Regions from separate parts of the Sus scrofa genome. Here region 2 is linked to region 1. A link is a contact called in public HiChIP or PLAC-seq data. All regions are on one chromosome and are shown on one strand. The core of a region is the stretch at or near the end of the contact, and the rest is flanking DNA. Distances in the headings are between cores, read along the strand shown.

Evidence for each region. HiChIP or PLAC-seq counts read pairs in DNA pulled down with a chosen protein or histone mark.
Region 2: a contact with region 1 is called in an H3K27ac HiChIP or PLAC-seq map of skeletal muscle. The contact joins two enhancer-like sites. A contact is called at or near these places in 2 of 2 datasets of contacts at active chromatin or transcription factors (alveolar macrophages and skeletal muscle).

What each region holds. Positions count from the first base shown.
Region 1 is chr10:41,048,098-41,053,604 of Sscrofa11.1, reverse strand. No RefSeq gene overlaps it. Among named protein-coding and RNA genes, the nearest start is that of SVIL, 130 kb to the left of the region's middle. Within about 2 kb of position 3,759, at least 11 of the 83 cell types and tissues checked have an H3K27ac peak or open chromatin away from gene starts, as enhancers often do. A contact at or near this core is called in skeletal muscle, where this site is marked.
Region 2 is chr10:41,378,832-41,383,979 of Sscrofa11.1, reverse strand. It overlaps SVIL (supervillin), which reads right to left. Exons shown (of 36, transcript XM_021064788.1): 9 at 1,727-1,761; 10 at 1,087-1,148; 11 at 699-838. Among named protein-coding and RNA genes, the nearest start is that of SVIL, 210 kb to the right of the region's middle. Within about 2 kb of position 3,034, at least 4 of the 83 cell types and tissues checked have an H3K27ac peak or open chromatin away from gene starts, as enhancers often do. A contact at or near this core is called in skeletal muscle, where this site is marked.

The sequences.
Region 1 (5,507 bases), core at 2,510-5,009:
ATCCCTAGCCCAGGAACTTCCATATGCTGCAGTTGCAGCCATAAAAAGAAGAAAAGAAGAAGAAAATTGAGGATATCTTCCATCCCTGTAAGATGGGGGCTGATGGCATTTCGATTTACCCACTTCTGGCTTTATTAGTTCAGAAGACTTGGGAATATACATCCAAGGGAATTGGCATTGGGTAATATCTTGAGGGCAGGATACGAAGCCAGCGGATCATCTGCAGCTTTCAAAGTTCACTGTGGCCACGTTTTGAAGGGTGGCTGCCGGGATGGAGGCTGTTACAGTAATCCAGCCGAGAAATTACAACGAGGTCAATCACTGCACTGGCATTGGGAAAAGACAGGAGAAGGCATTGTTCCAGACAGTTAAAAGACAATATTTCTAGTAATCAATGATAGATTGGAAGTCAAGGAGGAATTTAAAAGTGATTTCAAATTTCTGCTGTGGGCAACTGGGAGAATTAGAATTCTTCCCTGCTGAGATGCAAAAAAAGGCAGATTTATGGGAAGAAGTTACCTATTTTTTTTTTTTTTGGTCTTTTTTTGGGGGGGGGGCAGCACCCATGGCATATGGAAGTTCCCAGGCTAGAGGCAAACTTGCAGCCCAGAGAAATGATGTGCAGAGTTCCTTCTGTGGCACAGCATGTTAATGATTTGGCCTGTCTCTGCTGATCCCTAACTGGCACAGTGGGTTAAGAAGATCCAGTGGTGTTGCTGCAGCTGTGGTTGCACTGAAAACTGTGCAGATTGTAGCTCCAGCTAGGATTCTATCCCATGCCTGGGAACTTCCATATGTCATGGGGCAGCCAAAACAAGGGAAAAAAAAAAAAACAAAAAAAAAACTGATATAGAGGATTCAGAGGTGTCTGTTGATTGGTTATCTGATCTTGATTGAGCTTCCTATTGTGCTGCAGTTTAACATCAATAAAATGAGCACAAGAAAATGCACACCCCAGAAATGTGAACAGGCCCACCAGTGCTTCAGTGATCCAACCCAAAGAGATACATGAAGCAGGGATTTTTATCTAGTTTATATACTACTATGTTCTAAGGGCCTAGTATTGTGTTTGGTACACAATAAACATTCGGTAAATATTTGAATTCCTTAAGTAAATAACACACGTCTAACCTTTGAAAATTTTCATAGAGGTGAGGTTTTCAGCCTGCATTCCTAAATAGGTCATGTGTGAAAAGAAAGACATGAAGATCAATTTCAGGGCAAGTTGTAAAAACTGCCTGCTGACCTTTCCCATACTGACTGGGGAGACATCGAAATATTGGCCCCATTACTGCTGAGATCTCTTGGGCAATGTCCCACAGACCTTGCAATCCAGCCACCAATTGAATTTGCTGACCTTTCCTATAATTTTTTGGTGTTGGTCATTTCTCAAGCAAATAAGCTTGCTTTGGCTATTGCATCAGATGAAAGCAAGCTTCGTAAAATCCCAGTGAAATGAATTTTGAAGGCTTATTAATTTGAATTGTAAGACCTCTTGAACCTTACTGAGAAGAATCAAAATGCCATGCCCTATTTGCCTGTTGCCACATGAACAGGATGAAGAAATTCAGCTTCATTTAGCACATCCCAAGGCTGATGCTAGAAGTAATTTCCTGCTGGCAGTGGCATCTGACAGCAAGAGTGAACAAAATTCCTCAGTGCAGCATGGATGGTGTTGAATTTCATGCATGATTTTGCTAAAAGACAGCGTTCCTTTCCATAGGAAGATTTCAGTGAATAGCAACAGGAGGTCTAACATCCTTCTAGAGCCAAAGAAATTTTGAGGTCGTGCTCTTGACTCTCAGGCTTAATGTAGGGGGAGAGAAACATACAGCCACAAACTCCTAGAAGAAGAAAAAGAAAAAGATCCATGTGGAGAGAGCTAATCAAGTAGAAAAGGGACACAGAAGGATGCTGCTCCTTGTAACTGAAGCTTGAAAAAACATCACCAAGAAGTTACTACCTGAATTGTGTCTTTTTTGTTTGTCTGTTTGTTTTTTAGGGCCGCAACCATGGCACATGGAAGTTCCAGGCTAAGGGTTGAATCGGAGCTACAGATGCTGGCCTGCACCATGGCCACAGCAATGTGGGATCTGAGTTGCATCTGTGACCTACACCACAGCTTATAGTAAGGCTGGATCCTTAACCCACTGAGTGAGGCCAGGGATCAAACTTGCATCCTCATGAATACTGGTCAGGTTTTTTTTTTTTTTTTTTTTTTTAATGCTGAGCCACAACAGGAAATCCTCTGAATTGTGTCTTGAAGACTAACTTCTGATGGAGGGGTTGTGAGGGAAGGGCATTCCAGACACAGTACAAATCCTATAGTCTGGAAACCAATTGAGGCTGACTGCAGGGTGCCAATGACTAATGTGATGAACAGTGGGATGGGTAATGAGAATGCACAGGTGGTCCTGGGAATGAAAGCCTTCCAGACCCTTTACTATATGGACTTGGTCTCTGCATTAGAACTTCTCTTCCTTAGGTCTCACATTATATCTCATGTCCAAAGTCTCCAACTAAATTTTAAACTACTCAAGGTCAAATACAAAACCACCTAGAGGGGAGTTCCCTTCATGACCCAACAGTTGGTCAGACCCAACTGACCAAGATCCATGAGGATGCAGGTTCGATCCCTGGCCTCGATCAGTGGGTTAAGAATCAGGCATTGCCCTGAGGTGCGGTGTAGGTCACAGACATGGCTCGGATCCCTCATGGCTGTGGCTGTGGCTGGCAGCTGCAGCTCCAATTGGACACCTACCTTGGGAACCTCCATGTGCCAAAAGTGTGGCCCTAAAAAAGAAAAAAAAAGTGAAAATAAAAAAAAACAAAAACAAAAAACTAGAGAGAGGAGGAGGGGGAGGAAGGGAGAAGAAAGAGCTGAAAGCCCTCCAGGAATCAGTAAAACACTACTGCAAAGTGCAGGCTTCCAGTCCACCAATCTGGGTTTGAATCCCAATTCTGTCACTTTAACCATGGGATCTCACGAAGCTCATTTCCTCCTACGTGCTCGATGAAGTTTCTGGCTTCTTGCACCGCCTCCTGGCACTAAAGTTCATGGCTTTTTGGGAGAATCATACGGTCTTCTTCTTGAAGGTGATTGTGCTGATGGGCGGGCTGATGGGAGGGCAGAATGCACGCCTCCTAACCCAGCATCTGGTCTAAGGTTGCAGTAAGTGCCCAATAACCACTCTTGGCTTAGAGATCAGCAGGGAGAACGGGGCAGGAAGCAGTGACTGGGAGCCAAAAAAGGAAGGAAATGGCCAAAATATCAGCAGAATAGACGCAGGAATTGACCCTGAGCCTGGACCCCTTAGGTGCCTGGTCCGTTGGCAAGTGCGATCCAAGCAGAAAGAGCTGGCTTTTGCTACCTGGGGAGACAGGAAAACTGCTTCTGAAATTAAAGGGCAGCGCTGCTAAGAACAGTAGGAATAAGAGAGTGTGATTTACACAAAGGTCTCCAGCCCCTGTGGGGAGTGCCAGCCGCCCCCCCGGGTATAGTCCTCGTGGCTGGACTACTTTCTTTCTCTGAGGCAAATAGGTGATGGTTGAGTCCTTTTTAAAGCTTTTTCTTTCCTTCCATGGAGCACATCCACCTCCATCTTGACTCACAGGCTCCCCCAGAAGTGTCTGGCCCTCTTGGAATGTCTGTAACCATTCCAACCATCCCAGCTGTCGCTTCCAAGCACCACTATTTTTGCTAACAAGGGTCAGAGGGCCTGAGGCCTCTTTCACGTTGGGTAGGCACCCTAGTGCTGGTTGCACAGCCGCGGGGAGCTGAGTCAGGCTCATGTGGAACCATGTGTGTACGTGTGTGCACGTGTTTGTTGGGGTGGGTGGTGGTTGTGGGAGGGGGGCTTCAAGGTAGCTTGGAGGGAAGATTTTTTTTTTTCTTCTTTTTTTGGCCTCCCCTGCAGCACATGGAGTTCCCAGGCCAGGGATCAGATCCAAGCCGCAGTTGCCGCCTGTGTCACAGCTGCAGCAGCCCCACATCCTTTAACCCACTGTGCTCTGGGATGGAACCTGCATTCGGGCATTGCAGAGATGCCACTGATCCCTTTGCACCAGAGCAGGAACTCCTGGAGGGGAGAGATGTTTGCCTTTAAAAAGCATTTCTGGGAGTTCCCGCTGTGGGGAAAGGGATCGGTGGTGTCTCTAGGACGTAGGTTCGATCCCGGATCTGGCACAGTGGGTTAAGGATCCAGCGTTGCTGCAGCTGCAGCTTAGGTCACGACTGCGGCTTGGATCAGATCCTTGGCCCTGGGACTCCATGTATCTTGGGGCAGCCAAAAAGATTTAAAAAAAAAAAAAAAAGCTTTTCTGGTCCATAAGTAAAATGTCTCCACTTTTTTCCTCTTTGTCTCTCTGACCCAGTGTAACTTTTTTTTCCAATTGATCTCAACCAGGAAGGCTGAGTTTTAAATGTACATATTTATTTCCGGACAAATTCCTCTACGGATGCATCCTAGCAGCTTCGAGAAGGCAGGTTATATAGCTAAGGCACTGTTTCTGGGGAGGAAGGTGGCACAGTGCAGACATGGCTGTGAATTGAGGTGATGGGGCATGTGTGGGTGTGGCTGTGCTAACGTCTTCCTTCCCCTTCCCCTTCCAGAAGTTTCTAAATCTGTACCTCCTCAGAACCAAGATAGAGGAGGGTGTGGCAGACACACACACACACACCCTCAACATGTCTTCTTTCAGAAATTTCCAGCACGGCGCTGCTATTTTTAAAAGGCACAGGGAACTTGTGTGGTGGTTGAACAATGCAGGGAGCTATTTGTGCCTAGTCCCGGTTTAACACTGGCCGGCCCAGGATTCCAGCATTTTCGACTTCAGTAGGAAAGTAGCGCCCAACCATTAAACACATGCCCCCTAAGGCTGGGGAGGGCTCTAGCTGCAGGTGGTAGAGCCCATGGGGGATTACCACCCGGCTGTGGGTTCCTGCTGACAGTTAGGAAAAGGAATCAGGAGACGACCCCTGGGAGAGACACCCTCAGGGTTCATGACGCCATGGAACAGCGTTTGTCCCTGTCCTGTTTCCTGCTTCTCCTTTACCACCCCAGCCTTTCTCTGTCTCACTCCCGGTGAAACTGTCTCAGACTGTCTTGGAGTTCCCATTGTGGCTCAGCAGGTTAAGAAACCGAAGTAGTCTTGGTAAGGATGCAGCTTTGATCCCTGGCCTCACTCAGTGGGTTAAGGATCCAGCATTGCCACAAATTTTGGCTTGGATCCTGCATTGCTCTGGCTGTAGTGTAGTCTGGCAGCTTCAGCCCCATTCCACCAATAGCCTGGGAACTTCCATATGCTGCAGGTGTGGTTATAAAAAAGAAGAAAAAAAAAAAAAAGACTGTCTCTCTCTGCTTCCCATTGTTCAACATCTCATCACAAAAACACAGGGGGAATTCCTGTCATGGCTCAGTGGTATCAAACCCGACTAGTATCCTTGAGGACACAGATTTGATCCCTGGCCTTACTCAGTGGGTTAAAGGATCTGGCATTGCTGTGAC
Region 2 (5,148 bases), core at 1,785-4,284, 330 kb before region 1:
TTTTCAGGGTGTGTGTATGTGTGTCCAGGGGAAAACAATTTTTTTTTTTAAATGAAAGTTTTCACTTAATGGAAGCAATGACCTCTGAACGAACTGCTTTGGGAAACTCATTCTGAATATATTGGAACCTGCCACTCAAAACCTACTTCCCATCATTGGGAAAGTTACCAATTGTCCAATGAACTTTTAAAAAAAATTCGTGGTGATTATTTAAAAACAAATCAAGAGAACCCTTATCTTTTTGAGATAGGGACTCAAATAGTTACAGATGGAATGATATCTGGGGTTTGCTTGAAAATGCTGCAGCAGGAAATGGTACATGGGTAGGGATACGGGTTGAGCAAGATGGGCCAGGGTTGTTGGCTGTTGAAATTGGGTCATGAGGACACGGGGGCTCATGATATTAACCTGTCTACTCTTTTGTTTTAAATGTTCCATTGTAAAGATTTTTTAAAAAACGCACAGACAAAAAAATACATAAAATTTCTCTTCATGTTTTTCTAGTAATTATAATAGGGAACACACAGCATTACAAAGTTCAGAGATACCAGAGCAAGGAAAATCCCTAAACATCTACTTCTTGGTGGCTGCTAATTGAACCATCTTCCAATTGCCTCATTTTAATTCAAAAGTCTTTACATCTTTTTTTAAGAAGACCACCTTCCGGCCAAGGCCCAGAGGCCCCGGGGGAGACTTACGTGGCTGCGATGACCACTTCTTCGGTGGTGACGGGCTGGGTGTGGGATCGGTCCTGCAGACGCCGCAGCCTTTGCTCCACAGCCGCGTTCCTAGAGCGGCGCTTTGGGACATTTTTCTCATCAAATGATTTTTCCATTTCCTAAGATTGAAAAGAGTGTAGAACCCTGATAAATTGGAGGAAAGGGGGCTGGGGCAGCAGAACAGGCCCCTGCAGGCCCCATGGGAGAAGGACCCCAAGAGGCAGCACCATCAGCAGTGCACACACCAGCCACACCCCAGGAGAGAAGCACAGGTGGGCCGGCCTCAGGATTGGTACAGGAAGCAGGCTGACTTTCGGGCCACCTGCAAGAGATGATGGCTTCTCCCAAGGCCATCAGCACATCTTACCCTGAAAAGCAGTCTCTTTGCAGCAACACTCAGCCTGGCTCGCTCATCGACCTTTTCTTCATCTGTCAAAAGTCACACAAAAAAACTGAACATCATTAGAAAACAGAGGGAAAGTCCCTGAAAAGTCTCCCAAGGCTGACCTGGAAATTCTCTGACTATAAGAGATATATTAACAATAACAATAGACGATTTGCTCCTCTTGGTAAGGGAACCCATTCTTCTGCTCAGTGAAAATCATTTAAATTGCAATTAACCAAAAAAAATTACAGTCTTGTCTGGACAGTAATTTTCTATTATAACATCTGACTTAAGAATAGATATTATAGAATTAGGAATAGATTTTGCAGAAGGAATTGCTTTTCTTCATTGTTAAACAGTAACAAGAAAGTAACAAGAAAAACCTGCTTCTTTGATTCAAATCAGCTGCATTGATACGGGTCACTTCACAGCTCTCTAACTCTCAAAAATAAGGGAAAGCTCTGCAAAAATCTCAACTAGTTTTAATTATATTCACGGGAGGAAACCTGCAGAAAAGAAAGCAATAGCTTCCATAATCTCATTCTCTCCAAAAGCAAACATCTGATTATCTAAATTTAATCTGGGTGGAAGATAAAGACGAAAAAGACAAAGAGATACTTGCCCTCCGCAGCTGGCATTTCTGAATGTGACGTCGACCTAGGAAAGACATTAGCAAAAAAATAACAAACCGTGAGCTGGTGGGAGTGGAAGACCCAAGGAAAGCATCACATGAAAAGTAAAAATAAAAGTGCAATTAAAGCCTCTTAAAGAATATCCTCCTGGTGGCGATTCTAGTTGTGAATATGCACGACACACAGCAATGACGGACTCTGTGGGGTATGTGTGCACACAGCCCAGCCAGGTGTTCACCTCAAGACACACCAGGACTTATCAATAAGTTTGACTTATTAAACACAACTGATAATAATGGACGAACCCCTTCATTTTTATGCATTAGCCTATGACACAATAAAAACGCACAAACAGTGATAGAATGAACATAAAAGCCCTTAAAATGATTTTCACTGTAAAATCTGGTGGACAGTCAGTCCAGATTCTAATTTAACAGGAGCATAAGAATTTAAGAACATTAAATGAACAATGCTGCTCACTCCTTACCATCTGAGTGCGATCTGAAACCGTAGGGTGGGGAAAAAAAGAAGGGATATATGTATACGGATAAGTGATTCACTGCTGTAAACCTGAAACTAATACAACACCGTTAAGTCAACGATACTCCCACAAAATGAAAAAAACACTGTACCGTGATATTTTCACGAATCTTTAAATAAACACATTTCTAAGAGCCAAGTAACGTTATCTCCTTGTTGCATAGACGGAATTATGGAATCATCACATCCCACTGAAACCGCATCAGGACAGCCCCTGGGGTGGACATCCGGTAGGATTTAAGCTCCTGGACTCACAAACTTCACAGACACGTGCCTACCTATCCGTCTCCTTTCGTTCTGCTGAGGTTATGGGCTGGGTTCTAAATCTCTCAGAAGTCTTTCTACTTTCACCAGGAGAGAAATAGCGTCTCGGTTTCCGGGGCCCTCTCTCCCGCTCCACACCGGTAGGCAAGCCAACTCCTTTGCTTGACCTCTCAACCCGGGGATGGCTTTTAGGACGGTGGGGAGAAAGTAGACAGAAGGGAGATGGGGCGGGGTCAGAGAGAAGGAATAAAGCAAAGGTTTAGGCATCTCAGCGGGTCAAGGCATGGACACCGCCCAACCCCAACACATGCCTCTCCCATGCAGGCCGGGAGGTGGAACATTCCAGAAACCCCACACTCCAGAGCTCCCCATTAGTAGGCGAAGCAGAGTGGTAGTCATGGAGCCATGTCTGTAGGGTCTGCCCTGTACACACTGGTGAGCTAAGCTATTAGACTTGAAGCAGGACACCACACACGACGACGACGAGTGAATAACTCAGTAACTCTGCCAAGGACGTGCAAGTGATACAAGGGGAGGGACACGTTCAATATCACCTACAGTTCAGGTTTCTTGCTGGCACTGGCTGACTCCAAGAAGGCGTTACGCAGCTGGGCGACAGAGACCTTGGTGTCTAGCTGGCCCATCTCCAGCTCAGCCTTGGACCTCTGCGGCTCTGGGTCTGGCTTGGACACCACGGCCTTGGCCTTCAGGGCCTGAAGCTGAGGGGGGCCCGTGTAGTCAGACAGGGAGCGGGTGAGGACCTTGTGCTTCCTGGTGGGCGCCTCCTTCTTGGGACCTTGGGGTCCAGACTCGCTCTGCACGTACACCACCATCTCGCTCCTACCGGTCCTCTCCGGCGGCGGCGGTGGCGAGTGCTGAGCGGGAGGTGGGCGGACCAGGCTTTCTGGTTCGTTCCGCGTTTCCAAGGTGACGGTGCTTCTCATTGGTTCATTCATGTCCCCGGCTCCAGGCCGGTCCTCCCGGCTTCTCCCGAGGCCATGATCCTCCAAAGCTACAAGCGTTTTCCCACCTTTCTTGAGACCTTCCGAAAAGGGCACCTCTTCTTCTCCTTTTGATTCACTGATATGGAGAGCTGCGGTAACGCTCTGCTCGCCTTCTAGAACCTTCGAGGCGGGAGGTTCTGTGACATCACGAGCGGCTGGCCCCACCCAGCCGGACTCAGGGATGTGTGCGGGGGTGTCCGACGTCACCAGCGTGATGGTGTGAATGGTATCGGCCGGCTGGACGTAGCCTCGGATGGGCTGTCGGGCCGAGCCGGCCACCCTGCCCGAGACCCTCTCGAAGGCGGAGTTTTCCGACTGAAAGGCCAGCGGATGGCCTGGTGCTGGCTGGTGTCTCCTCTGAGTTAGGGACTCCGAGGCCAGTTCGGGGCTGCTCCGAGCGCTCTCCTCTCTCACCAATTTTTCTCTAACTTTAACTCTTTAAGAAAGAAAAGGGTTTTAAGTGGCCGAGTGGAATAACTGCTTAAAGGGGAAGAGAGCACGGGTGTGCAGATCAGAGATGCTCAGAGAACGGAAAAGCATTTTGGAGGGGGGAGGGGGAAGGGGGGGGCCGTCAGGGTCCGAAACCACTGGCACTTGCCAGAGAAAGGACTCTGAGATTCCAAATGCACACACATTATCCATGTAAGTGAGGCCGAAGTCACTCTGTCTGCTGTAAAGCTAAGAGGGTTCACATGCTACCCTGGAACAGATGCCTTCCGACTAAATGAATATTCAGAAGCCACAGAGGACTTCATTAATATGCACCACCCCTATGCATAAGGGTGGCTCTGAATCAGTAAGCGTTCCACATATATGGCCTCTTCTATGGACTGGGGTGGGTGTTGGGGGGTCGTTTCCAGGCAGGGATGCTGTTTATAGACCAAATGTAATTTCACTGTCTCCTGGAAATAGCAGAACATTCGCGATTATTGTTATTTTTTCTTGAGCTCAAGATACTACAAAGGATCACCCCTTTTCAAGCATTCAACGAAATGGTCACAAGCTTTTTCATGCCATGCAGGCTCCATTCATTCAGAAAACGTGTGACCAGTTAAGACATCACTTCTCACAAGTCAAGCACTAAGAAGAATGTTAGTGGAAAGATCTCTGTTGAAAGGTTAATGTGCTGAATTATTTTCTCCCCTCTGGAACTGCCATTAGGCCCTCAGGGAAAAACTCATCTAAAAAGACAGGGCTCTTGGTTGTTTCTAGAACTATCTATCTGAGAGCAAAACTGAAATCCATCATCAAAGCAACTGAACTTTCCTTTTTCTTTTCTGTCTTTTTGGGGCCACACTCACAGCATATGGAGGTTCCTAGGCCGACACCACATCCGCAGCCACAGCAACTCAGGATCCAAGCTGAGTTTGTGACCTACACCACAGTTCATGGCAATGCCAGGTCCTTAACCCACTGAGCAAGGCCAGGGATCAAACCTACATCCTCATGGATGCTAGTCGGGTTCATTAAATGCTGAGCCACGACAGGAACTCTGACCTTTTCTTATTACTGCAGAAGCAAATTGGCCAGGAGCTCCAGCTGTGGGTCCCAGGAGACCTCTTTTTAAAGCCTGACTTGGCCAGTTGGAGCTGTGTGGTCTCAGG